2 separate regions of the Mus musculus genome follow, and region 1 is linked to region 2. Evidence: chromatin contacts called from public HiChIP or PLAC-seq data. All regions are on one chromosome and are shown on one strand. The core of a region is the stretch at or near the end of the contact, and the rest is flanking DNA. Distances in the headings are between cores, read along the strand shown. Region 1 overlaps Gm30938 (a long non-coding RNA gene). Region 2 holds the start of Stpg4 (sperm tail PG rich repeat containing 4).

Region 1 (2,700 bases), core at 17-2,516, 43 kb before region 2:
TAAAGTGTGGAGCCCAGGAGATACCTGCTGTTTCAAATGGCATATAACTATCACTGCTTCTCAGTTACAGACATTGGTTGGTTGGTTGGTTGGTTGGTTGGTTGGTTGGTTAGTTGGTTCTTTTGAGACAGGATCCGCACTGGCCTTGATCTTGAGATCTTGATTCAGGGTGTGCACCACTTCACATGATCACCAGCTTACGTTTTAAGAGTTAACTACTGTGCCTAAGAAATCCATGGAATAAAAATACTTCTAACCTGTAAACCACTGGCCCAAAGGCAGACACTTCCTGAATTCCGGGGGTGGAGGGGGTATTGTTCATGTTTTCACTCCCCTAAACAAGTTTGTTTGACCCAACTGCACCAACCAGATGTGCTTGGTCACATGTAGACAGGAGGTACCGAGGCAGGAAATATGTTAGGATGCGTGCTTGTCCCGGATTGGCCCTGATGGAAAACTATGGCAGTCTAATGGATTTGCCCTTTTGTTGTGAATGGCCCTGGTGATGCCTGTATTTTGATGTTAATTCTGCTTTCTCAGGAAGGGTTGTCTGGACCAAACGGATGAGTCGCATACTCAGGTGACTTCTTGTGAACTCCACCCCACCCCCAATGAATAAAGGGACCAATCACTGGGTGAGTAGGCAGGACTTCTGGGTTGGATGGAGGAAGAGAGGAAGCAGGAGAGAGTTAGGGGCTTTTTGGACAGGGATAGTGACAGGGATAGTGACAGGGATAGTGACAGGGATAGTGACAGGGTTAGTGACAGGGATAGTGACAGGGATAGTGACAGGGATAGTGATAGTGTCTCCTGGCTTATACGGTAAATCCACTGAGGATTTAGATTTATTATGACTTACAAGATTAGGATTCTAGTATCTGTGGAACCGGTCTTTCTCTTGTGATTCTCAGGCTTAACATACACCCAAGCTCAACATTTTAAATGGTCCCACATGGAGATCTTCTATCCACTAAGACTTATTTTATTTGGTGTGTATGTATGTATTTGTGTCTATTTGCATGTATGAGCATCATGTAGATACTGGCCCCTACAGAAGCCAGAGAGGGTATTGAATGCCTGGGTGCTAGAGTTTGTGATAGCTGTGAGCCACCTGTTAAGGATGCTGGGGTCTGAACCCCTGTCTTCTGAAGCCATATGCTTAAAGAAACAAAAGGCAGCCAGCATTCCCCCTCAGTGTAAGCCCTGGGGCAGTCAGGCAACAGCAGCCACCCTTCTCTCCCCACCCCCAGTGCAGCCAGTTCTCCCTCCAGCATCGCTATCTCCTGTCTTTTGGAGAAAGCAGAGAATTAATGTCCTTGAAGTGATAAGACCCCCACCCTTAGGCTCTGGGAAAGAGACAACCGAGCGTTCCCAGCAGTCAAAAACAGCTACAGCCAGCTCGCAACAACAGGAAAGACCGCACTGGCCGGCCACTGATAACAGAACGAGTTACTCCTTTCCAGGTCAAAGAGGGCCTTTTCTAGATATACGGTCTCTCTTTTTTGTCTGGGAAAAAAAAACAAAAAACAAAAAACAAAAAACAAAACGCTATCAGTTCTTGAAGGCCCCAGCTTGTTTGTGCATTTCCCCTATATAAACCCTAAGCCCCTAGACCTGAGCATTGCATTCCTAATCGGTCTTGCGGGGAGGATTGTGTTTCAAGTCTGAACTCTAATGTGCCTACATTGGCCTTGTGGTCTCTGGCGGTCTCCTGGGGGTCTCCAGGACTGAGCAGATCATGCTCTGAACTGCAGTGACACCTCTGTACACATTGTCATTCTCCACCTCCTCGTTCCTCATCCTCTGCCTTTCTGTTCCTGAAGTTGCATGTGATGGGGGTGGGGCGGGGTGGGGCAGGGCGGGGCGGGGCGGGGCTCCTAACCCTTGGCCTTGAATTCCTGTTTTCATGATCCATTTACACTTTGGCATCTACCAGTATTTGCTTCTCTCTATAATCAATAGTCCACTGAATGGCCATTGTCACTCACTGATTCCTTGATGGACATTTAGGTTGTTCATTCTTTTCCGCCGTTGTGGATGATGTAGACATCGACATTTGTAAACAAGTTTGTTTAACCGCTTTCAGTTCTCTTAGGTTTTATACCCAGCAATGGAGTTGTCAGAGTGTGGAGATTTATTTATGTGTTATTTATGGAGGGACGCAAAGCTGCCTTCCATAGTGACTGTGCTGGGTTAACTGTATCCTACATTTTCCATTTACTTCTCTGCTTCATTGAGAACATTTCTTATTGTCCATTTTCCTCTGAGTGTAGGCCTCCCAGCATGACCAGTAGATGCATTTTGAGGTGCGCACTTAGCGTAAAACATTCCTGTCTGTAAATGTCTTACTGCACCTTAGGAGGTGGCTCCCTGTAGCTGTTTATCACAGTTTGCTCTGACCCAGATAATAGCTGACTGGACTAAGGCCGCATTTTGGAATCTATATTTGAGAAGGATGATAGGTAGACCTGGTTCACACAGCAGAGGGGTGGTGGGAGAGGTGGGTGTAGTTCCCATAGCTGAAACATGAATTTTATAGTTGCAAATGTATGGTTTGGGTTTCACTATACAGCCCTGGAACTCAGTATGTAGATCAGGTTGGACTGTAACTCAGCGAGACAGATCTGCCTGCCCCTGCAGCTTGAGTGCTGGGACTGAAGGTGTGAGCCCACCAGCATCCGGATTTGTTATCTTTTTAAA
Region 2 (2,755 bases), core at 103-2,602:
GGGAAAATATCAGGGCACAGTCACAATCAAAAGCAAAAGTCAATCTTCAACCATCCAATGTCTGGGATCCAACTCACGATCTTCTGGGCTCCTCCAAGGACTTGGGTCACTTCTCCAGCCATGCCCTTTGTAGCACACGCATCATCCTCTAGGCTCCAGCTGCCTGTACTCCACTGCTGCTGCTGCTCTTGGTGGTCATCTCAGAGTGTACTCACTCTTGAAAGTTGGTGGTGAGAAACCAAAACCTCATGCTGTTGAGGGCAGAGACGATTTGGAGCTGGCCAGAGCTGGGTTTGAATTCTTGGGCTTCCGGGTGTCATAGTGTCACTGTCGGAGGAAGCTGTCCTCATTCTTCAGATGGAACCAATTAATGCCTGCCTTGTGAGGGTTGCCTGAAGCGTAAATGGAAAATAAGGTTGAAAAACTTTTTAAAAATCTTTCTGGGGCTGGAGAGGTGGCTCAGTGGTTAAGAACAGTGGCTGCTCTTCCAGAGGTCTTGAGTTTAATCCCCGGCAACCACATGGTGGCTCACAACCATCTGTAATGGAACCTGATACCCTTTTCTGGCACACAAGTGTACATGCAGATAGAGTGCTTATACATAAATCTAAAAGAGAGAGAAAGAGAAGGGAGGGAAGGAGAGAGGGAGGGAGGGAGGGAGGGAGGGAGGAAGAGACTAGAGAGACTGGCTCAGTGGTTAAGAACACTCATGGTTCTTTCAGAGGTCCTGAGTTCAATTCCCAGCAACCACATGGTGGCTCACAACCATCTGTAATGAGATTCGATGCCCTCTTCTGGTGTGTTGTGTCTGAAGACAACAACAGTGTACTCACATACATACATACATACATACATACATACATACATAAAATAATTTTTTTAAAAAGCTATTTGTTTAAAAAAATTTTTTTTCTAGGTTGAGAAGCTACAGCCAAAAAGGTCAGAGAGGCCCACTGGGCAAAAGGCCTATGGAAGAGATGGGTAGGTGGCCTGCTGTCATAGCCAAGGGGCTAGCCTAGTGTTCAGGATTGCCCCGATTCCAACCCAAAGTTGTTTTGATAGAATGGGATCTTAAAGCTAAATATGCTACCAGTTTCTCCTTCTAGGATGTGGGGTTGATGGTGATTGGTGAGGGAATGGTCGAGTTTGTGGGGTGCCTGTCTATACACACCGAAGAACTCGGGCAACTTCACAGTCCCCTATATTTTATGACTCACACACATGGCCATCTCAAAGACCGTCTACTGAGTCAGCTTCGCTGATGCCTGCCTCGTGCCTCGCTTCCCTGTCCCCACCACTGGAGGTGACCTTCAGGATTCTTTCTGCACGAGGCTTTCACGCGCGCAGGCTTGGAATCAATCGGCCCGTGGCCACGGTTCCTAGCGGTTCCGCGGCTGCCAGCACTGACCCGTGGCAAGAGGAGGTCGCAATGGCCGAGCCAACCGTTGTCATAGCCCCCACCACAGTACCAAGAGAAGACCTGGGACATGGGGAGCCGCTCCTCATGACTGCGGTAGGGTAGCCTGCCCCTTGTGGCTCCGCAGCCGGGGCTCAGGGAGCCCAGAGCCTTTTCCGCGTCCCTACTTCAGGCCCTCGAGCTGCTTAGCCTTCTTGCCGAGAGACTCTTATCGAGTCTGGAGCTGCCTGATTCTTTGTTTTATTTGATTGTGATTTGATTTTCTTTTTCTCTGCCACTTCCCTTACCTTCTTTCTCCACCCCTACCCTCCCCGCCACAATTTACTAGCGTCAATAGAGGGATTAGATTTTCATCCTTTCGCTTGCCTCTGTTAAAGAATGCAGTTTGCAGTTCTGCCTGCCCTGCCTTCCCTACTTTAGTACATTAAAAAAAAAAATCGGATGAGGAATGTTTAGCCTATCATTTACGTTCTCCTTTAAAGTGAATCTAAAATGATAGGTGGTTGGATTATAAACCGCTCGTCTGGGTCAAAGGGACAGCTCATTTGGTCTTGTCAATCCGTCAAGACAGTCCGTCCCAGCCCTACCTCCCTTCTCTGCTTTGGAGCAGGATGCGGGAAACCTGTTTTGACCTGCCTGAGAAAAATTTCTTTCTGACTGCAAAATGTGCAACTAAGAAATCAACAGGAATCTAATAAAAGAGTGTGCTGGGTGGGAGGAGACTGATTTGGATGTCTAGCATGGCATCAAACCATGGAAACTCTTTTGCTATTGAGAGGAATGTACGTAGTTCACAGTGGCACTACAGAACTCACGGAGTTGATTTCAGTTAGAAGACAGGGTGGGCCGCATCTGCCATTTTTACCAATTATTCTTTTGGGTATTCTTGCTTGAGATTCCCTATTTCATATTATAAACTGAAAGTAGAATTTGATATTTTCATGATTTGTAATAGCACAAAAAGAAAACCCAAACACCCAGGTTCTGTGGACAGTGGGGCTGAAGAAAACTTGAGGTCATCAAAAGTTTATATGAAGTGCTTGCTGTCGAGACAGGAAACCCAGGGAAACTGAGGCATACCCAATCCATCTGTTTCCTTCTCTCTTTCTCTTCTTTCTTTCTTTCTCTCTCTCTCTCTCTCTCTCTCTCTCTCTCTCTGTGTCTCTCTCTGTCTCTCTCTCTCTCTGTCTCTCTCTCTCTTTCTTTCTTTCTTTCTTTTCTCTCTCTCTCTCTTTTTTTTTTTTTTTTTTTTTTTTTTTGGTTTTTCAAGACAAGGTTTCTCTGTGTAGCCCCGGCTGTCCTGGAACTCACGCTGTAGACCAGGCTGGCCTCGAACTC

The links. HiChIP or PLAC-seq counts read pairs in DNA pulled down with a chosen protein or histone mark.
Region 1: an H3K27ac HiChIP or PLAC-seq map of embryonic stem cells shows a contact between it and region 2, with 8 read pairs. The contact joins the enhancer-like site here to the promoter of Stpg4 in region 2. A contact is called at or near these places in 3 of 39 promoter capture datasets (liver, macrophages and pre-B cells), 1 of 484 Hi-C or Micro-C datasets (the G1E-ER4 cell line), 2 of 115 datasets of contacts at active chromatin or transcription factors (CD8 T cells and embryonic stem cells) and 3 of 9 other capture datasets (adipose tissue, liver and pancreatic islet).

Annotation. Positions count from the first base shown.
Region 1 is chr17:87,469,632-87,472,331 of GRCm38.p6, reverse strand. It overlaps Gm30938 (a long non-coding RNA gene), which reads left to right. Exons shown (of 4, transcript XR_385891.4): 3 at 541-635. Among named protein-coding and RNA genes, the nearest start is that of Gm30938, 3.6 kb to the left of the region's middle. Within about 2 kb of position 1,266, at least 23 of the 459 cell types and tissues checked have an H3K27ac peak or open chromatin away from gene starts, as enhancers often do. A contact at or near this core is called in the G1E-ER4 cell line and embryonic stem cells, where this site is marked.
Region 2 is chr17:87,426,338-87,429,092 of GRCm38.p6, reverse strand. Stpg4 (sperm tail PG rich repeat containing 4) reads left to right here and starts at 1,352. Exons shown (of 7, transcript NM_029298.1): 1 at 1,352-1,513. The coding sequence starts at 1,430.